Regions from separate parts of the Mus musculus genome. Here all the other regions are linked to region 3. A link is a contact called in public Hi-C, HiChIP or PLAC-seq and promoter capture Hi-C data. All regions are on one chromosome and are shown on one strand. The core of a region is the stretch at or near the end of the contact, and the rest is flanking DNA. Distances in the headings are between cores, read along the strand shown.

The links. Promoter capture Hi-C pulls out the DNA fragments that hold promoters and counts their contacts. Hi-C and Micro-C count contacts between places; a contact is called where the count stands out from the background. HiChIP or PLAC-seq counts read pairs in DNA pulled down with a chosen protein or histone mark.
Region 1: a Hi-C map of B cells shows a contact between it and region 3, with 11 read pairs. The contact joins the promoter of Zkscan14 here to the promoter of Rnf6 in region 3. A contact is called at or near these places in 12 of 39 promoter capture datasets (the HPC-7 cell line, cranial neural crest, embryonic stem cells and 7 more), 2 of 484 Hi-C or Micro-C datasets (B cells and embryonic stem cells), 11 of 115 datasets of contacts at active chromatin or transcription factors (the 230-238 cell line, acute myeloid leukemia, astrocytes and 5 more) and 3 of 9 other capture datasets (adipose tissue, liver and macrophages).
Region 2: a promoter capture Hi-C map of pre-B cells shows a contact between it and region 3. The contact joins the promoter of Arpc1b here to the promoter of Rnf6 in region 3. A contact is called at or near these places in 2 of 39 promoter capture datasets (embryonic stem cells and pre-B cells), 2 of 484 Hi-C or Micro-C datasets (B cells and embryonic stem cells) and 1 of 9 other capture datasets (liver).
Region 4: an H3K4me3 HiChIP or PLAC-seq map of embryonic midbrain shows a contact between it and region 3, with 5 times the contacts expected there. The contact joins the promoter of Cdx2 here to the promoter of Rnf6 in region 3. A contact is called at or near these places in 2 of 39 promoter capture datasets (hippocampal neurons and pre-B cells) and 2 of 115 datasets of contacts at active chromatin or transcription factors (embryonic midbrain and pancreatic cancer cells).

What each region holds. Positions count from the first base shown.
Region 1 is chr5:145,199,547-145,204,687 of GRCm38.p6, forward strand. Zkscan14 (zinc finger with KRAB and SCAN domains 14) reads right to left here and starts at 2,336. Exons shown (of 3, transcript NM_023322.2): 1 at 1,734-2,336. The coding sequence starts at 2,129. Zkscan5 (zinc finger with KRAB and SCAN domains 5) reads left to right here and starts at 5,013. Exons shown (of 6, transcript NM_016683.2): 1 at 5,013-5,141.
Region 2 is chr5:145,111,587-145,116,889 of GRCm38.p6, forward strand. It overlaps Arpc1b (actin related protein 2/3 complex, subunit 1B), which reads left to right and starts at 2,670. Exons shown (of 10, transcript NM_023142.2): 1 at 2,670-2,755.
Region 3 is chr5:146,218,116-146,223,594 of GRCm38.p6, forward strand. Rnf6 (ring finger protein (C3H2C3 type) 6) reads right to left here and starts at 3,342. Exons shown (of 5, transcript NM_028774.3): 1 at 3,105-3,342; 2 at 2,287-2,369.
Region 4 is chr5:147,304,987-147,310,480 of GRCm38.p6, forward strand. It overlaps Cdx2 (caudal type homeobox 2), which reads right to left and starts at 2,263. Exons shown (of 3, transcript NM_007673.3): 1 at 1,459-2,263. The coding sequence starts at 1,996.

The DNA.
Region 1 (5,141 bases), core at 1,086-3,585, 1.0 Mb before region 3:
CCATACAGACTCAAGATTCTCACTAGAAGGCCACATATAATGTCTTTGGTTAGGTTTTGTGTTTTTTGTTTTTTTGTTTGTTTGTTTGTTTTTTGAGACAGGATTTCTCTGTGTAGCCCTGCCTCACAAGTGCTGGGATTAAAGGCATGTGCTACCTGGTTCCTCCTATAACCTTGAAAAACTTTCTGTGGATCATCTATGACAGTCTAGGGAAGGCAAGGGTGAAATATTCGAGTTCTATCACTGTGGCTTACCAAAGTGGCAATTAAAACTGGAATGTGGCTCAGTTTAAGACTACTGACTGGTCTGTCATGCACAAAGCTGAGCTCAGTCCCCAGGACCACATAAACCAGATGTGACAGCAAATACTTATAATCCTAGAGTTCAGTAAGTAGAGGCAGGAGGGTCAGAAATGCTAGGGTCATACTCTTCCCTCTACATAGTGGGCTGTTCTAGGCCAGCCTGGGCTACATAAGATCCTAATTCAACTGGGGACGAGGGAGAGACATTCTAGGTGGAAGATGCAGAGGAATGTCCTGAGAGCTCTAGCTTGCCCTGACACCTTTCTGCATCCCCACTCTGCTTCCTCACAGCCAGGAAGTGAACATATGTGCTCCGGCAGACCCTTCTGTAGTGGTGCTCTGCCTTACCCCAAGCCCAGGAACAATGAATTCAGCTGAGCATGGACTCAACTTCTGACCCATTAAGTCACAGTGAGCCGTATGTACTGTTCACAATTTCAGAGTATCTCACAGTTCAGTCAGGAATGAAATCGGTGCTCCAGCATTTTCGAAACCCAAGATCCCAAAATCTGAAGTGCTTGAATGTCTGCCCCTAACAACTAAGCATTCACCCAAATGTCCCTCGTGCTGAGATGGAAAAACATAGCTAAAGTATAAAATGGCATTTTGTGGGGAGGATCTAAAGAATATTTTGAGATTAGCTTTTCACGAGCAGGAGAGATGAATCAGAAGAGTGCTTCCTGTTTCTCTAGAAGACTGACCTGTGTTACGTGCCCAGTACCCACATTAGGCAACATACAACAGCACGTGATTCCAGTTCCAGGGGTCTACTACCTTGTTCTGTGCTCCTTGATCACCCCTACACGTGTGGCATACACTCATACACATAGTCACACACAGGAAACAAAAATAAAAAGAAACTAGACTTTTTACACTGACAATGATTGTAGATTGTATTCTAAAAGGCACACGCGAGCTCTGTTTCAATTAAGCTAGGAATGATGGTCCACACCTTTAATCCCTGAACTTTGGAGGTACAGTAAAAGTGGATCTCTGTGAGTTAAAGGTCAGTCTGGTATAATATATAATGAGTTCAAGTCAGATAGGGACACACAGTGAGACTCTACCTTTAAGAAAAAAAAAAATCAAACTGTATCTCAAAACCAGTAATAAGTATCAAGAGTATTTATTTTTTCCAAGGTGCCTTCTCATGGACCTAACATATTCAAATATAGGGGCCATTCTCATTCAAAGTGTGTGTGTGTAGACAACCAGGCTGTATTCTCTGAATCATCACGACTGGGCACGCGGGCACGTTAATGCAGATGCCTAGAACATGGCATCAGATCACTTGAAGCTAGAGCTACAGATGGTTGTGAGCCCCCTCTATATGGGGTCCTGGGAACTGAGTTCATTCTCTGGAAGAGCAGCTCAGGGTCTTAAACACTAAGCCATCTCTCTGGTGCCATGCAGAGTCCACTCGAGTCTCACCTGCGGAGAGGCCCGATCCAGTGCTCTTTGCAGAGTCCGCGCCAAGGCCGCAGCCTCCTCCCCACTTTCAGGGCTGTGGTCCCGCACGTAGGCCTGGAGCTCCTGGGGCAGGATGGTGAGGAATTGCTCCAGCACCAACAGCTCCATGATCTGCTCCTTGGAGAGCAGCTCGGGCCTCAGCCACCTCCGACAGAGCTCCCAAAGTCGGCTCAGCGCCTCCTCAGGGCCGGCCACTTCCTGGTAGCGCAACTGCCTGAATTGTTTTCGAGAAGTTTCGGGGTTCTGCCAATCTCCGGAACCGGAGGACTCCTGATTCCCCGGAGAGTCCTCCTCCACCTTCACCGTACAAAGCCCAGCACCGAGAGGTGGCGGGACGACCCCAGAGCCTGCAGCCATTGGAGCCTCTGGACCGTCCAGGTCGAGCTTGTTTTCTAGAAGAGCAAAGCCCAATGACTTCACGGACCTTTTCTGAAACCGAGGCGGAGTGCTACCCTCTTCCAAAAACGAGGCCCAGAAAAGGCCACTACGGACACAGCACACACGCGAACCCGGTCTTCTCAGTTCTCATTTCGGCAGGTGACAGAAAAACAAACCGAAGCGGAAGTGCGTAATTAACCCCGCCTCTGGGAAGAGGCCTCGCCTGCGTAAGGTCTTTCTAAGCGCCCTGGAGGACTAAGATGCATCTCTATGGTTCGCCTTTCTTATTTTACTAAAGGGGCCGCAGGCCACGTCATGACAGTCATGACAGATTGGATGGATGGATGGATGGATGGATGGATGGATGGATGGATGGATGGATGGATGGATGGATGGATGGATGGATGGATGGATGGATGGATTAGATAGATAGGGGGTCCTACACAGAGAAAAAAATTGTCTTGAAAAAAATAAATATAAATAAATAAATTTTAAAAAAAAGATGGATTGGTGAGATGGTTCAGCGGTTAAAGACACAGGCTGCTCTTTTAGAGGATCTAGGTTTAATTACTGGCTCCCACAACATGGTGCAGGTCAAACAGCCATAAATAAAGTAAAACTATATCTATATCTACATCTATCTATCTATATACACATGTATATTTTTCTTTTAATTACTTAAAAATTGTTTTTGACTCTTTGAGACAGGGTTTTTTTGTATAGTCCCGGCTATGGAAACTAGCTCTGGGAACTAGACTGGCCTCGAACTCACAGAGATCTGCCTGCCTCTGCCTCCCCAGTTCTGGATTTAAAACCTTGTGCCACAACAGACAGGTAAAATAAATAAATCACGTTAAACCAAAACCAAAAACACCCCAGAGAACCAGAGTTTAGTTCTGACACCACAGGAACAAGCACACTTACTCTAATCCCAAGAGATCTGACTGCCCTCTTCTGGCATCCTGTGGCCAGTAGGCACACTTGTGATGCATAGATATAATTCAGGCAAGACACTGTACACGTTAAAAAACAAAAAACTCCATCACTCAGGAGGCAGAGGCAGGAAAATCTCTCAGTTTGAGGCCAGCCTGGTCTAGAGAGAAATTCTAGGGTAGCCAGGGTTACATAGAGAAACCCTGCCTGAAAAAACAAACAAATAATTTGAAGTGCATTAGTGGCACACACCTTTAATTTCAGAACTCAGAAGGTAGAGGCAGGCGGGTCTCTGTGAGTTCTAGGGAAGCCTGGCCTACGAGAGTTCCGGGCCAGCCAGAGGCCAGAAAGAGGGCATCGGATACCCTAGAACTAGAATTACTGAAGGTTGTGAACCACAGGAGTGATTTAGAGTGAGATGGCCCGCTAGACAGTCCCGGGTACACCTCAAAATACAGTTTGCTTCAGTCGTGGATTTGAGAGATGCCCTTCCCTCCGCCCCCAGTGTTGTGACCTTAGTTCTGTAACTAGGTCTTCCACTGATGGCAGGGGTTGCAATTCCACGGTAGTCTGTTTTGGTGGGCCCCTGAAGTGTGACAACAGGTTCTCTGATACTACCAGTATTCGAAGGACTTGGAAAATGATGAAAACGCCTCAAGAGAGGGGTAGATAATTTAAAATGGGATTTACAATTTAGGGTAACAGGCTTTAAGCAAAACTTCTGTCTTCAAACTATTGTTTCTCCCCAGCCGCCTGGCTGCCATGCTCTGGGCGCATCTTTCAGCTTTTCAGCCGATACAGCAACAGGCGCTTTTTTCCCTCTGCTGCATTCGTTTTGTTTGTTTTGTTTTTCTCTTTTTTTCTTCCTTTTTCTCTCTCTTTCTTCCCTCTGCTGCATTCGTTTTGTCTCTTTCTTTCCCTTCCTTCCTTCCTTCCTTCCTTCCTTCCTTCCTTCCTTCCTCCCTTCCTTCCTTCCTTCCTTCCTTCCTTCCTTCCTTTCTTGACAGGGTTTCTCTGTGTAGCCCTGCCTGTCCTGGAACTCACTTTGTAGACCAGGCTGGCCTTGAACTCAGAAATCCACCTGCCTCTGCCTCCCAAGTGCTGGGATTAAAGGCGTGCGCCACCACCGCGCGGCTTGTTTTGTTTTTCAAAAGCTAGTCAAGTGCAGAAGCAATAGAAAAAAAATACGAACAATTAATTGATATAACTTTCGGACTAGACACCCTGATGCCCTTTAACATTAAAAAATTACCTAATGCCTGCGGGGAAGGGGCTTACATGGAGAGCTGTGGAAGTCAAAGGACAATTTTTGGATGTCTCAAGTCCAGGGATCAGCTCATGTCATCAGGCTTGGCAGTAAGAGCCTCTATCACGGAGCCAGTCAGGTCTGCCTCCCCGGCAGCATATTAATAAGCCCTGGAGACAGAGAGCCACAGCCATATTGGCTAGACTTCGCGCGCAGCTCCTTGGGAGATGTAGTCCCGAGAGCCTCAGCCACTCTAGGGCAATAAAGAATCTTTGCGTGTTTAGAAAAGTGGCCAGGATGGTGCAGACCTACTTCAATTCCAGAGTGCTGCGGTGGGTGGGTGGGTGAGGCTGTGCTCGACCAATCAGAGGAGAGAGAGGGTGGACCTATTTTGTTTGTTTGTTTTCCCCGACCGGCCCCCTAGATTCCTACCCTTGAGCTAAGCCCATGCTCTGGTTTTGGGGGTGGGAAATAGATTAGCTCTATTTTCCCCAGGCTCTTGTAGCCTCTTGCTTGAGGGTGACTGATTGGTCAGCTCCACAAGGGGGCGGGCTCAGGAGTAGCTCCTCCTTCCCGCTGTGCTGCTAGGACCTCCGGGATTCCTAGAGAGGCTGCGGAAGCGCTCTTGGGGGTGGGATTTATGGCTGAAGCTCGTACTTGGTTACTTCCGGCGATGAACTGTTGGAAAGTGTCGGACTTGCCTCTCTCTTGGCTTGTGAGAACTCCATCTTCCAAGCCTGGGCTGCGGGGAGTTTGATCTTTGGGTCCCCGGGACTTAAAGACTGGAGAGGAGCTGGTAGGACATTGTGTCC
Region 2 (5,303 bases), core at 1,420-3,919, 1.1 Mb before region 3:
CCCATACAGTGGCTCTCAACAACAGCGACTTGAGTTGCAGGGTACCTGATGCCTGCTTCCAACCCCTGAGGGTACTGCATACACTTGGAGCACAGACATGCAAGCAACACATCCACGCACATAAAATAAAAGTAGATTTTCTTTAAAGAAAAAGAAAAGCTATCTGGCCATGGTGGCACACACTTTTAATCCTAGTACTCAGGAGGCAGGGGCAGGCTGGTCATTGTGAATTCAGGCCAGCTAGGGCTACACTGAGAGAACCTGCCTCAAAAATGAACAAAAAGTGGCATAGTGACATGTACCTATGATCCTAGCACTGAGGGTGAAATCAGGAGGATCCCTGGGGTGCAAAGTTCTGTCAACCTAACACACTCTGTGAGAAAAACTCAAAACACAAGCTGCCTGAGGAAGACTGACCTTTGGCAAACACACACACACACACACACACGCATAGAAGCACACTTGCATGATCTGTGTTTCCTCATGGCTTCAAAGTTTTCAGTCTATAGTCACTTGGCTCCACAGCTTGTGGCAGCACAGAAGGGTGAGGTGGAGGCCAGCTACTCACCTCAGAGCAGCACCTCACACCAGACAGAGTGAGCAAGTCAACACTACCTACAGTGACTTTCTTCTCAAGAGGTGCAAGCTCCTACCATCGCATTCAGAGAAGAACTGAATAGACTCACCCTCTGTGAGGGGCTAGGGTCTGTGTGGCTCAGTGCATGTGTAAGGTCTTGGGTTATACCCACCATCATAAAGCAAAACAAAACAAAACACCTGGTCCATGAATCTTAACCCTCTTGAAAGACGCTTGAGCTTAAGCTGACCAGAGCTGACCAGTGAGTGCTCTGGTTTTCTCTGCAGGATTGTCTTGTCCTATGCTCTGCTCTGAGGACTCCCCTCCGCTTGAGGGTTACTGCCCTCCAGGCATACAGCTCACCCAGAGGGGCTTCTCTGTAGTGGGCCACTTCCTAGAGTCCTGGGCTTGGTTTTGCTTTGTCCATCCTCTGAAGACACTGGGTCACTTTAGGTTACTACCCCGGGACAGAGAACTGTAGGACACCACAGGCGTATGGAGTCAGATCACTCAAGGCCTCCTGGGGCCATTGCTGGGCTTTTATGGAGCTGAGCGAGCACGGACAGATTGCCAGCCAGGGATGCCCTTGACCCACAGGGCTACAGATACAAACCTACAGGAACAGCAAAGCAGGGGGCGCAGGATCATGGCTCCTCTGTGTCTGTGGCAGGAGGATGACTCGTGGAAACCTGAGCTAAATCTTACTGAGCTGGGTGGGTCTGGTGGCACGGGGAACTGAGGCAGGAGAATCACAAGCTCAAGGCCTACGTAACTTCAAGTCCAGCCCCAGAAACTTAAGGAGACTTAAGTGAAGGCTGGGGATGTAGCTCCGTGACTGAGCGTCTGCTGTGTGTGCAGGGCCCTGAGTTTGAATCCCAACACCATTATATATGTATATGTGTGTGTGTGTGTGTGTATACACACACACACATATACATAATCACTGAACATGGGCAGGGTGTTCACTGCAGCAACTGCTCCAAACTTAGAGTATTTTATTACACCAGGCATGATGATGCACTGCTTTAATACCAGAACTCAGAACTTGGAGACACAGACAGAGGCGGATCTCTGAGTTCAAGGGCAGTCTGGCCTACAGAGCTAATTCCAGGGCAATCAGGGCTACACAGAGAAACCCTGGCTCAAAAAAAAAAAAAAAGTATTAATTTATTTACTTACCCTGCGTGTGTGTGTGTGTGTGTGTGTGTGTGTGTGTGTATGTTTACACACTCTAGTTCACTATGGCTGGCATGTGTGTGGAAGTCAGTGCTGGGAGTTCAATTCAGGTCCTTAGGCTGGGCAGCAAGCACCTTTGCCATCTGAGCCATCTTACTGGCCCATTTCTTTGGTTTTTTTGAGGCAGGGTTTCATGTAACCCAGGCTGGCCTTCATCCAGCTCTACAGCCAAGGGTGAACTCGAATCTCATCTCTCTTCCTCCATCTCCCCAGTGCTGGGATGACAGGTGTGGGTTATCACAGGCACCTCTAAGCCAGAATTAGTGATACAGGAGATTGCTGGGAGTCTAGAGAGGAGCTCTCAGAAGGTGGGAGGCACAGCAAAAGGAACTTGAGACGCACCTAACCTGGAAGACCCTTGACCCTGGAGCATCATCACCTGACTGCAAAGCTACTCAGCAACTTGGAGGGAAGTGTGTGGACTTCCGAAGCGAGAAGTCACCTGGAGTGGCAGTGCTCTTCTTCCTGGACGCCAGCGACTCTGCCATCTTTGGGACACAGAGTCTGGGGAACCACGGCTGGGGTGCACCTAGAGTGCGAGGGGCGGGGCAGGAGTCATTAAGTTGCGGGGTGCCTGCGTGTGGCCTCAAAACCTTTGAATTCTTGGTTGCCCGATCTCGGGCTTCCGCCCTCTAAGCGCCCCCCCCCTTCTTCCAGCCTCAGTTTCCCCATTCAGAAAGTAGTTAGGGGCAACAGCGTGCGATCTCCGAACGAATTCTGGGCTGAGCTGGACTTAACTGAGGTCCGGGCGGCTTAGTACCCCGAGGGGTGGGCGGGCCCTGAGATCTGGCCACAGCCGCCCGGGTCCCGCCCCCGGTCCCTGCGGGGCTGTGCCCGAAGGCCCCGCCCCCCGCCCACGAGGAAGTGGCTGCGGCGCTGCGCGGGTCTCAGAGCCGGTTCGGCGCGTCGACTGTCCAGAGTCCGCGGCCGAGGAGACCCGAGGTGAGGGGCGCGGGGTGGTCGCGAGGTGTGTGTGGTGTCTGAGGCCACCTAGAAGTCAGGGGACTCGAGGCGATGTTCGACGGTGAGGGGGATGGGGATGAGAGAGGAGTGGAGAGCCGTGTGCATGGGGGCCTGGTGGGGCTCCCGGCGAGGGTGGGGCTGGCAAGGAGCTAGTGGGGGGCGGCGTTCTGGGGATGCGGGGCGCGGTGGGAAGAATCGCAGAGATTCCCCGCGCACTCGACGCCATCGAGACGGCACAGCCCCAGCCTCGCGCCCCCTCTCCGCTTTCCTGGCCCCGCTTTCGATCCCCGAGACCCGTGTCGCCCCGTTACTTTGGGCGCAGGGCCCCACGCTCAGTCACTTCCCCCTCGGTCCGCAGCCTTCCGGGTTGTTGCGACCGGGAAATGAGCTAGCACCCCTGCCCCGCCTCATCCCCCAGTGACCATACCCGGCAGGGGTCCAGGTTCCTGGTTCCACCCAGCTTGGGCGAGCGGACCCTGGCGGCTCGAGGGGCACCCAGCCAGGCCACCCCGGACAGGGCAGGTCCCGGTGGGGCCCGCAAATAGGCTGGAATCCTGAACTGGGAGCCAGCCCAGGTGCTGGCCATGAAGCTTGTTCCCGCGAGGCAGCTCCAGCCTGGGGCGGTGTGGCTGCTGACGCAGTCGAGCCACCTCGCCTCTCTAGAGCTCAACTTGCCTTGCCTGGAAAATGGGGACCTTCCAGATTTGGAGGCTTAGCTGCCAAATGTGGCTAGTACACTTGGCAGAGTGCCTGCTTGTCTGCTGCTGCAGACCTTATTTCTGCACTCCTTTGAACCTGGCCTTATGAGGTGGGAGGGTGGGGTGGGGTCCGAAGCTGCAGCCCTGCGGGGCGACTTGGAGGGAACAACTTCTTCACGTGGACAATAAAAAAGGAATAGATTTACCACGTGGGCTTCTACTGTAAGAGAATGTGCGGGGCTGGGAGATGGAGCATTGAATAAAAGCACTGACAGGGGTGGAGTTGGGGAGGGGGAATCCTGAGGGTCTGAGTTCGAATACCCCGACACCCATGGGCACTCAAAGACACACAATGAAGCGTGCAAGGCAAAGGTCTGTGTGAATGAAAATTTATTTATTTATTTTGGTTTTTCGAGACAGGGTTTCTCTGTATAGCTCTGGCTGTCCTGGAACTCACTCTGTAGACCAGGCTGGCCTCGAACTCAGAAATCCTCCTGCCTCTGCCTCCCGAGTGCTGGGATTAAAGGTGTACGCTGGTGATTCTTTTTCACTCTGGGTTGTTTTGTTCTTTTAGGCAGGGTCTCCTCCTTTCCCCTGGACTCGGGTTCTCTCTCTCTCTCTCTCTCTCTCTCTCTCTCTCTCTCTTTCCCCCTCCCTCCCTCCTCCTTCCCTCCCCCCAGGCTAGCCTTGAACTCATAGAGCTCTGTCTCCTCAGTGCTGAGATTAAAGGTGAGCACACTTCGGGATCTTTCAAATAACAAATAACCCCAACTAGAATTAAAGTATTTTGTTCTGTCTTGGTCCCAGGGCCTTGGAACTTACTAGGCAAGTGCTCTACCAGTGATCCAGCCTCCTCAGTGGTATGTGGGTTTTTCCAATCTGTCACCCACTGATATAAAAAGGGTTTTCTGTAGTAAGGCAACCCTAAGAAAGAGGGCTTTAAAAGTTTGCTTTTTCAAGTTACTAAGGTCATCAGTGTTGTTCTCTTTTTAAAGATGTATTTTTATGGGTTGGGTGCGCGCGCGCCCACACACTTGAGCCCTGGGGTGGTGGAAAATGCTGTCCCCTGGAGCTAGAGTATTTATTTGGTGGTTGAGGGCTACTGGAGTTCTCTGCAAAGAGCCTTCTCTCCAGCCCCACATTCTGTCTGCTCTCATACAAGCTGTTGGAATTAGAAGTTAGCACGCGGCCCTTCAAAGGCATGGAACAGATGAGGGTCTCCCCACAGCCCTGCTAGCACCGAGTCTTCTGTGTTTTGGAGAAGTTTTTGTTTTGGTTCTTTAAACTGGTGTTTTACGATATTTTAGAATTTATTTAATCTGTTGCTGGATTTGACTTTCCCTCATTCAGTAAGTCTTCAAGGACAGTTTAGAGGAGGGGGAAGAAGAGGAACTGAGGGTTTGGAGGGTTGCTCACACCACCCAGGCTCCTACCCACAACAGGAAGTTGAGTAAGGCTTAGCACCATAAAAAAGAAAAAAAAAAACTGCTGCTGGCTGTACTTAGCTGAGCTCCCAAGCTAGGCGGGGACTTCCTGGATTGCCTGTGGAGCCAAGGTTCTCGCTGCAGGCAACTCCCGGCTTGGCTTAAGTCTCAAATCCAGCCAGACTGAGTGTGTGATTCAAGGAAACACAGCCAAGAAAAGCCAAGGGGCCAGGGCGAAGGATATTTATTTATGTGTGTGTGTGTGGGGGGGGGTAGGGTAGAGGACAAGTTAGAAGCCTTAATTGGTTCCTTCGCTCCTGGGTCCTGGGGATCAAACTCAGGTCATCAGGCTTGGCTGCAAGCGCTTTTACCCGGTGAGCCATCTCACCAGCCCCTTACCTGTCT
Region 3 (5,479 bases), core at 2,092-4,591:
AAAGTCAATGCATCAGTCATGAGCTAACATGCTTCCTACTTTTTTTGTTTTGATTTGGCTGTTGGTTTATTGAGGTAAGCTCTTACTATGTAATCCTGGCTGGCCCAGAACTCACGATGTAGGCCACTAACAATCTCTTCATCTGTGATTCACCACTGCCTTTAGAGACTTACTGAACTGATATTCTAAGATTCTAAGAAGCAGTGTTCCCTCTCCTCGTCTCCTCACCAAGGCAGAAAGTCTGCTTCGAGGATAGCACTCAAATGTAGCCCCCACAACCAGAAACTCCCGAGGCTAACCATTCCACACTGAAGGATGGCCTGATACAGACAGCCAGAGCTCTTGTGTGTTTTCTCAATCCTCAGAGCCATGCACAGTGTGTTGTTTCCTGTTGGTTTTCAGTCTCAGAGACATCAACTTTGAGTCTTCAGTAGACACAGTAGGCAAAAATTATTTTCATCTCAATAAATTGCAGTGAGACAGTGGTGGTCATTTTCTATTCACCATCTTTTCTGGAAGGAGTACAGGACATCATCATCTACAAAGACGGTAGACTGTACTCCTAACTATCCTGGGATGCACAATGGAGCCCTCTGTACATCACAAAGACAGTGGGCTGTACTCCTAACTGTCCCAGGATGCACGAGGGAGCCCTCTGTACATCAAGAACATGTATTATTCAAGCCTAAAATTTTAACATGATGAATGCTTTTAGACACAATTTCGAGAGACAAAGATAAATTTTAAGAAGATGATCAATTTAATACTCAGATATGAGATATATGTGTTGAATTGTGTCTGACTTGGTGATAACTTTTAAAGCAAAGGCCTAGACCTACTAGCTCCTAAAAGTTGTTTTGTTGTTGTTTATATGTTGAGTTCTTTATTGTAAGACTTGACACATGCATTTGACTAGTGGATGCATTTAAAATAAATAAATAAATAAAGCCAGGCGGAGGTGGCACACGTCTTTAATCCCAGTACTTGAGAGGCAGATTTCTGAGTTCGAGGCCAGCCTAGTCTACAGAGTGAGTTCCAGGACAGCCAGGGATACACAGAGAAACCCTGTCCTGAAAAGCCAAAAATAAATAAATAAATGAATAAAATAAAATAAATAAATAAACTAGGCAGGCGGGTGGTAGCGCACACCTTTAATTCCAGCATTCAGGAAGCAGACGCAGGAGAATCCTGAGTCCAAGACCAGTCTGGTCTACAGTGAAACCTTGTCTGCAAAACCAAAAACCAAATAAAAAATGCAAACAAACAAAAACAAACAACCCTCCTAATTTTAAAATGCAATGCTAGTTAGTTGTCTTAGGGTTTCTATTCCTCCGATGAAACACCACAACCAAAAACCAAGTTGGGGAGGAAAGGGTTTATTTACACTCCCATCACTGGAAGAAGTCAGGACAGGAACTCAAACAGGGCAAGAACTTGGAGGGAGGAGCTGATACAGAGGCCATGGAGGGGTGCTGATTACTGGCTTGCTCTGCCTGTTTTCTTATAGAACTCAAGGCTACCTGCCCAGGGAAGCACCACTTACAGATAGTGGCTGGGCCACTAACTGAGAAAATGCCTTACAGCTGGATCTCATGGAGGCATTTCCTCAACTGAGGCTCTTTTCTCTGTGATGACTCTGGCTTGTGTCAAGTTAACACACAAAACCAACCACTAAACTAGGTGTAGTAACACATGTCTTCATTCCTAGCACTCAGGAGAGAGGCAGACTAATCTCTGTGTGCTCCAGAGCAGCCTGGTCTACAGAGTGAATTCTAGAACATTCAAGAATGTGTGTGTGTGTGCGCGCACACACACACACACACACACACACATATGAGACCCCTTGGGGGGAGCAAGATTCACTCAGATGTTAATTTAATTAATAATATCAAAAAGTAAAGGATTTCCATTTGCACTGCAATCAGTAACTATTAGCAAAGTGCATTTTTGGTGGTCACAGCAGAAACTTGGTTTTTTTTTTTTGGGTGGGGGGGGTGTTTCGAGACAGGGTTTCTCTGTATATCCCTGGCTGTCCTGGAACACACTCTGTAGACCAGGCTGGCCTCGAACTCAGAAATCCGCCTGCTTCTGCCTCCCAAGTGCTGGGATTAAAGGCGTGCACCACCACGCCCAGCTTAGAAACTTGATTTTTGAAACAGATGTTTAATAAGTGGAAATCTAATGACAAAAAAAGTCAAGTTCTTTAAAATATTAAAAAACCAGAGATCTTCTCCTCCAAGGCAATATTCTTGGATTAACTAAGCATAAGTAAGGCAAAATGAATACCTTATTTTCCTTTGAACATTCTTCTAACAGATGAGACTGTATCCATGCTTCTGATGTTTGTGCCTCTTTTGAGAGCTGCTCATCTGAATAAAAACAAAAGTTGTATTATTCAGCAAACTGCCTCTTTGAAGTCCCGGAACACCCAGTAGTCTCCCGACTCCTCTGCAAAGCCAGAGCTAAATTCTCCAGAAGGTTCTGTTATACCATCATCTAGGTAATTAGAGACTCATACAATTAGATAACAAAAAAAAAAAAAAAACCTCCCAGAAGGTCTCTCCTCCTACACTGTCACCGCTCCGAGGATTGCGCCTCCTCCTTTCTCAAAGGCCTTCGTACCGTATCACGTTCCCATCTGGGTGTAGCTAGGGTTAGGTGAGGAAGTTAGTTTAGTTCTAAGCCTTCACTTCGTTGTCAACCGCCCCCACCATCCCGCTACTGGTTCTTTTCCTTATCCTGTTAATCGAGGCCCCCGACTAGGGTTAAGATGAAGTCCCTACTCCAGTAAACGAACTGGACTCAGGAACCCGACCAATCTCACCTCAATCTAGCCTCAAGTAACGCTTCCCCTGCGACCTGGATTTGGCTTTGGGGCCGGCCAATCAGCAACTAGCAAAGCTCAACCAGCAAGCAATAAGCCAATCGGATAAGAGGTAAGTGTCTCTCCCCTCGGAACCCCGCCCCCTAGCACGTCCTCCTCTCCGAGGCGTCTCCCGGAAGTAGTAGTGAGACTCACCAAATGACCCTTCCCCCGCCCCGTGTACCCAACGCCCCCTCCCCCCGACCCCACCTCCAGCGCGATGACCCGCGGTTGTTCTCACCGAGGCGGCGAGGGGGCGGAAGGTTCTTGGCCGAGCCTTCGAAGGCCGCTACGCCCTCTAATCTTCCCCTGAGGCGCGAAGCTCAGAGTCTGTGTTGCTGCTCGGAGTCGACCTGGCGGAGAGAAAGCTAAGAGAGGAGCGTCCGATCTCCGGCCTTCTCGCACCGCCTCGGAGAACTAAGACTGGCCACCGTCTGCAGCGACCCTGCCGGTGCGTCTGGAAACGGCGCTCCCCGGAAGCCGAGCCGCGGCGCCCGAGTTCCGCATCTGCTGTGCGCAGGTCCGGCTGTCGCGGGCTCGGGTCAAGGCACTCAGAGCCCGTGGCGGCTTCAGGACCGAAGGCGGAGGCGCCTTTCCACCCTTTGGAAATGCCAGCTCCTCTTCTCGTATTTCAGTGTCCTTTGACGAAGTCTGGAGAAAAACGCATCTGTCAAGCTGTTCGTTGCTCATTACTACCCGGGTTAACTACCCAGTTTGAAATTTTCCCTTAGTGTAGTTCACTGGGATGAGGAAACTAAATATCAAGTGCTTGTGATGAGAAAGCACTTCGAAGCTCCCAATATTAACCATTCACGTTCTTTCTCTCCCGCTATCCCTTGTCTAATTTCTTTTTTCATTATATGACACCAGATTTACCCAACCATTTCTTGTGGTCCTGGTAGGGCCCTTTCCTGACACCCCCATCAGCCAAATGGCTTAATCAGTTTAATACGCGCATACTGCTGTGATTCATAACTCTTTCCTCCCTTCTTTCATTATTGAGTGACTTTGTTTTGTTTTGAGACGGGGGCTCATATAGCCCAGGCAGGCCTTTAGCTGGTGAGCTTCTTGCCCTTCTTAGGGATGTGCTACCATGTTTGCTGGGTGCTTTGTTACCATGATGTAGCAAGCCTTAGCATCAATGAAACTACTAGAGTAAAAGGTGATACTGTCTATCAGGAGGATTCCCCTCCTCTCTCCCCATCTGTTTAATATTTAAAACATAGGAGAGTGTTACAGATTTCTCCTGTAGAAAAGTGACCCCAATTGGGGAGACCAATGGCTTTAAAGTGGGTTGGGTCTTATTTAGGGTGTCCTGCTTGGTGATTATTTTCTCTCCCTTTGAATATTGATCCAAACTGTCTATATGTCCTTTTATGTTGTTGTTCTGAGGATAAGACTTTCCTTTGAGTTTCCTTCTGGAAGTAAGGTTATTGTTGGAGTTCCTTTCCCCAACTTCATCAGGGAGCTATGTGATGGAGACAGTGGTGGGTGTATGTCTCTGTGTAGCCTGACTTTGTTTTTTTTCTAGTATCCAATTGCTTCATGATTCTCTAAAGCTTTCTTTGTATAGCTCTATTTGGGATTGTGGTGGTTTGAATAGGAATGGTCCCCGTAGATCCATGTGTTTGAATGCTTGGCCATAGTGAGTGGCACTATTAGGAGGTGTGGCTTTGTTAGAGGAAGTGTGTCACTGTGGAGGCAAGGCTTTGAGGTTTTAGATGCTCAAGCTACAGCCAGTGTGAAACATATTCAGTCTCCTCCTTGCTGTCTGTGTATGGATTAAGATGTAGAGCTCTCAGCTCCTTCTCTAGTACCATTATCTCCTGCACACTGCTATGCTTCCCACCATGATGCTAATGGACTAAACTTCTACAACTATAAGCCAGCCCCAATGAAATGCTTTCCTTTACAAGAGTTGCCTTGGTCATGGTGTCTCTTTACAACAATAGAAACTTTGACTAAGATGGGGAGATGTCTATTTTTTTTCTTACTCTGACTATGTCTTTCAGAGGCACACATCAAGCCAGCCCTCTCATCTCTCACCTTACCTTGAAGTCCCTTCCATTTCTTTTTAATACTGGAAGTGGGACTTGTGAACAGACGTTCCCCCCTCCCCTCCAGGGACATGTTAAACACTCTACAAGGCAGATTGGTTAAAAGTTCCATGATTGTGTTACAAGTCAAAGCCAAATAACCCTGGGATATCTCTCGCCATGTCCCCCCACAATAACCACTTATCACCCATGTCTGTGTGTAACCTAACGTCCTTGTGACTAGCAGGTTAGGCCTTATGGAAAGTCCCTTAGCTTCCACCAACTCAAAATAATCTAAGCAGATAGCATCTGTGGCCAGTAGCACATACTTTCCTGCTTTTACGAGATCTGCCTGCCTGTTAACACCAACCTCCACCCTCCCTCCCTCCCTCCCTCCGTCCCTCCCTCCTTCCCTTCCTTCCTTTTGTCCTTCGAGATAGGGTAGCCCTGTGTAGCCTGGGTGTCCTTAGCTTTATAGACCAGACTGGCCTTGAACTCAGAGATCTGTCTGCCTCTGCATCCTGAGTGCTGAGACTAAAGGCGTGTACCACCAGATTTGGCTTTATCCATCAAGGTATCT
Region 4 (5,494 bases), core at 1,013-3,512, 1.1 Mb after region 3:
CGGGCGGCGTACACGCCTCTGCCCCTTGACAGATGACGCTCTGCAGAAGAGTCGGGCTCCGGCACTGCGGGCCACAGCTTCCCTACATTAACATCACAAGGGCGCCCGGCGCCGACAGCGGTCTTGCCACCTCGGCGCGGGACTTCACAGCGACCTCTCATCTGCTGACCCCGCGGCCTGGGCTCCTGAGGTTCTCCTCCCCCTCCCAGGACCCTAGTCTCGGACCACCCACCCCCTGAACGCAAAAGTTCTTTCGGAGGGCTAAGACCCCTACCGGCGATCCTCCGCTCACTACCTTTCAGGCAGGCTTGGGAAAGTAGGGTTTATGCGGAGAACCGGTTTAGGAGTAAGTCCTCCTGGAAATGACAATGTCAAAGCCCACTGGAGGCTAATCTGGAGACTTCACTCCGGCAGCATTGCCCACCAAGATGTTGACGGGGTGTGCGCAGTGACGCAGAAGTGTCCAGCGACAGGCCCCCAAGTGCCGCTCTGATTTATACGGCTGTAATTGGCTATAAACCTCCTCAAAGTGGCCATAACCCGGGCATGTGGCCTGGCTGTGCCAACAAGGAGCAAATCCAGAGAAGCGGAAGCTCAAAGAGCTGGAGAAGGCTTCACGGAACAACAAAAAAGGGGGGACTCTTAGTACCACTCCCTGTCACACTTTGCTCACTTCCTTCCCACTCCTATACACATCCGGACATCAGAAAGGGCAAACAGAGCTTGTGAGTCCCACAGACCGGCAATCTCGGGTCTTTCGTGAAAAATCTCCCGAATCCAACACACAACACTCTCAGACACACGAGATTCTAGAAGGGAAGGGTCAGGAAGAAACCTTCTTAAGAAGCCGAGTCCGCTGTGATGCTAAGAGAGGATTTCTATGAGAGACTTTGCTTGGCAGAGAGAGGGAAGAGTCAGGGACCCTGGAGTTCCCCCACTTCCTCCGAGGCTTCTGGGGGGCTCCGCCTTCTCTCCAGGGGCGCACCGCGGCGTCTGTGCTCGCAGCAGCACCGACCCCTTCAGTAGACCCTAATGGCCAAACTGATCCTGGCGCAGCCTCCACACTCCCTGGCCCTTTCGGGGGGGTACCTCAGATGGAAGAAGAAAAGCAGGTAGCTAAGTTGAGTAGGCACGGCAAAGAGAATCCAAGCGGCCCGACCCTCTCGGCCAGGAACGGTGTAAGGAATGCGGGAGGCAGCCAACTCAAGGGCACGATTCAGCTCGCGGCGGGCGACAGTGCTTAGGACACTACCGGGAGCTTCCGAAGGCGTCCCGAGGTTGCCAATGGGGTACTGCCCTAAACAAACCTGGGGGAGCGAGACACAAATATACACTCCTGGGATGAATCCACCTGTATTTCCCCCTTTGCCCCTTCTCCTGTCCTGGCTAGGAGCTGGCAGACAGCCCGCGACAGCCCCAACGCACGCGGGACCTGGGGCGCGCCCCGGCACCGCTTACCTTGGCTTCCTAGGGACTGCTGCGCGGGCTTCCGCATCCACTCGCACAGGTTTCGCCGCTGGCCGCTGGGGGACAGCTGTTCGGCGGCGGCGGTGGCTGCGGGCCCCGGGGGGCCGAGGTTGAGCGTCTGCAGCAAGCCGGAGGCGCAGGACGGCGAGGCGGCCGGATGGTGCGGGTGATGATGCGGGTGATGGTGCGCGTGGTATTCGGCGGGGCTGCTGTAGCCCATAGCGGCGGCCGGGGAGCCACCATTGAGACCGTGGGCTACCGCGTTGGCTGCCGCAGCGCCCCCGGGTGCGTAGCCATTCCAGTCCTCGCGGAGAGGGGCGCCGTACGCGGTGGGCCAGGATGGCCCTGGGGACTGAGCGCTGTCCAAGTTCGCCGTAGCAGCCGCCGCGGCCGCCACGTGGTAACCACCGTAGTCCGGGTACTGCGGAGGACTGACAAAGTTCTGCGGAGCCAGGTTCAGGCCGCCGGAGTGGCGCACGGAGCTAGGATACATGCTCACGTCCTTGTCCAGAAGGTAGCTCACGTACATGGTGGCGAGGGACCCAGAGCAGACCTCACCATGCTGTCTGGGGACAAACGTTGAAGGCTGCCAGAGGCGCGAGGCGCAGGGGGCTAGAGATAAAGGTAGCTGGCTGCACCTCAGCCCACGGTGCTCCGTCGGCTCCTTGCAGAGCTTCTGCCTCCCGGGCAGTCCCTCCCTCCGTCCTGCCTCCTCCCCTCTCTTCCTTCTTTCCTCCCACCTCCTTGCCAGTAAGCTGTAGAGGCGGGGATGACCCGCCGCAGGTTGGCTCGCGGAGTCCCAGGCCAGCGGCCTTACGTGATTAACGAGTGTTTACAAGACTCTATTAGTAATGACACAGACACCAATGGCTGGAGACGTCGAGGCGCAGCGCGCTACGCACACAGTCCCCACCACCACCACCCCCAGAAACACGATTTGCATTTTAAAAGTTGGGGAGGGGGGCGCTCCTGAGAGGGCAGCGACCAGATCACAGCTGAATATTCAGGCCCTTCTTGCTAGCTACGAGCTTCCTCCTTCCAACCTGGGTGCACTTTAACCTCCAATCACAGGTTCAAAGACTGAAATGAAGAGACTTGCAAACGCCTTGGGAAGTCCAGAAAGGCAGGCTTGGTGGGAAGCTGGGTTTGGAAACGGGCGGGCGCAGCCTTTCGTACATTCTCAGGCAGAAGGTGGTCAAGAAAGGGGGGGGGGGGGAGGGAAGTCATTGCTTTGAAGAGCTTTCTGACCAACCCAGGAGGTAGGTGGCTTGTAGAGCTGCGGTGAAGGCTATTCCTTCCCGCTCTGAGAACCAGGAGGAGACTGACGGACGGACGGTCGGACAACCCTCAGCAATACATTTATTTCCTTGTCAAAGGAAACCACTCGGCCTCTACAAAAGAGAAAAGACGATTCTACCTCCAGGTTGCGCCCCCCACCCCAGGATTTGTCTTACAGTTAAGATTTAAGTTCAAGGAAAGCAATTCATTTTTAAAAACTATTACATTAAACAATCGAAACCCTCTTCAAAGCCAACAACTGGACCCACGATATGGAAGGCAGTAATTAGTGGATGGCTGGGATCCTGATATATTTCTCTCCCTTAAGCAAAATGCTAATTACACGACGTATTCGGTTTGAAACTTCCACAATTACACTTGTGTTTTTCCTGAGTGTATTTAAGAGTTTGTTTGTTTTGTTTTGTTTTAATCAAGGGAAGTATTTGTGCTGACACCTATCTAGTTATTCTTGTCTTATGTCATGCTTAAAACACTTTCTTCTGAGGAGAGATAGCTCAGCCAGAACACTGCCTGCTCTTGCGGAGGACCCATGTTCAATTCCCAGTACCCATTTGGTGGGCTCAAAACTCCAGAACTCCAGCCCAAGTAGATATGACACCCTCTTTTGGTGTCCAGCCACCATACGTGAGTGATACAGAGGCATACATGCAGTCAAAAACAGCCATACCCATAAATAATAATAAAATAAATATTAAAGCATTAAATTAGTTTAAAACAGCACTCTGTCCTTTATAAAGTGAAAGCTCTCTCTGCAGAAATTTGCTTTTCATCCCACGGAATGAATCCACCGTTGTCGCTATTCATTACTGCTACGGAAGAAAATACTTTTCTGAGCCAAGGCTGAGGTTGGAACCCTACAGGAGAACCTTTGGGTGTGGGAGAAAGCCAACCTTGGCCCTTTTCTCTTGAGACTTTGGTCTGTCTGCAAAGGCAGCTTGATGAGATTGGGGCTGCCACTTCAGACATGACGTTCCAAACTACCCAGGTCCTCGCTGGACAGTCGCGCTTTGCTGTAGCTGATGGTGTCTGCAACCCAAGGATGCTGACAATGCTCTCTCCTGCCTGGAGCCCTGCACTTGTGTGTCCATTCGTGTGTCCTTCTTGGGGGCACTTGTCCAGGCTCCTTTATCCCCTCAATTCCCACCTCTTGCATTTCTTACAGCTATGGAAACTTGCACATCCTCCTGACAGTCTGTGTTTTGTAAGAAGGGTTAAAACCGGGGTGGGGGTGGGGGGGTGGCTTGATCTTCAAGAGCTGTCCCTCAAGAAGCCAAGGACCCTTGTTGCTCCTCTTTAAAGCCCTCCCAGGTACCTTGCAGGAACAGCAAGGGTGTCATCTTACTTTCCAAGAAATAAACCTGAGGGTGGGTGAGAGGTTGGAGGAACCAAACCTCATTCCAGAAGGAAGGACCAGGAAGGGTGTTCAAGTCCCCAGGGGGTGGCCAGAATGTGGAAGGTTAAGTGGTAGGCATTGCAGACTTTTGATCTTAGGACTATCTCCCTCCCCTTCCTGACTCAATCCCTCCTTCCACCCTTCACATCCCTTCCCAGGCTTAAGCTCTGGAGCTGAGGCCCAGGTCCAGGCCCAGCCTGTGTCTTCCGAATGCCGGCATTCTGGCATTGCTTTGAAACAATCACTTTATTAGGGACAGCCATTCCCTCAGCCCTGTGGTAGCCACTTCCTGAGTTTTTATGACCCCCGGAGCTGCCAGCCGCTGGCTAATTGTCCCTGTTTTCCAGCTGTGTCTCTGTGCTCTGCCACGGAGAAAGGACTCCAGAAAGGACTCCAGCTTGGGCACCCAACCGCTTGGGAGACCGACAGAGCTACTGTACTCACCCCAGGTCAAGCCAGGTCCTCCGAGCTGACCAAACAACAGAGAGTTTTAATTAATTGGGGTGCTTGAACCCAGGATAGGAAATGATACTGACAGGAACTGGTATCCCTGACTTGCAAAACCTGGGCGCCCCAGCAGCAGCCTGGACAGGACTGCAGTAGCAGAGCCTGGCTGTTTGGAGAGAAGAAAGGAGCCAAGGAGTGGTGGTCTCTGACTCGATCTTCAACACCCCCCACCCCCACCCCCACCCCCACCCCCACCCCCACCCCCGTGGATGGATTCTCCTCTCAGGCAAGAAAGGGCCCAGCTGGCTCCCCTCAAGGGACAGGGTTGTTAGAACAGTCCTGAGTTCTGTATAAGGATGTCCTGGGTGTCCTTCCATTGGGACAGTTCTAGCAGGTCCTTGCCCATCCTCTGGAAATCCCCACTGGGCTGAGGCATGCATGTCCTCTAGCCAAGGGGCTGGTCCACACCTTTAGCATAACATAGTGCAAGATGCATCATCAAAGTCCTCTCTCCAGACACCCCTTACTCTTGAGCTGAAGTGCTTAGCAGTATGCTTAAGGGTTTGTTGTTGTGGTTGGGTTGTTTTTGTCTGAACTGAGACTATCAAGGACCACTCTGACTGTCCCCAACTCCACTGTAGGTGGCTTCTTTCCACACACTATCCTGTCACCAGTCCTCCATGTTGACAAACCTTGAGCCGCCAGGGCAGGAGAGAGTAGGAAGGGAAAAAATGATCCAGGTAAAGGAAGCCAAAGGAAGACTGCAGAGGCAGCCAACCTGGTTCCCTTTGTTGCTGACAGTGTAGAGGCCATTATACATTCTTTGAAGAGGGTCTCTTTTCAGCATCCAGGCTGGTGGCTTGGGTAGGGGCTTTGACTGGGGTGGGG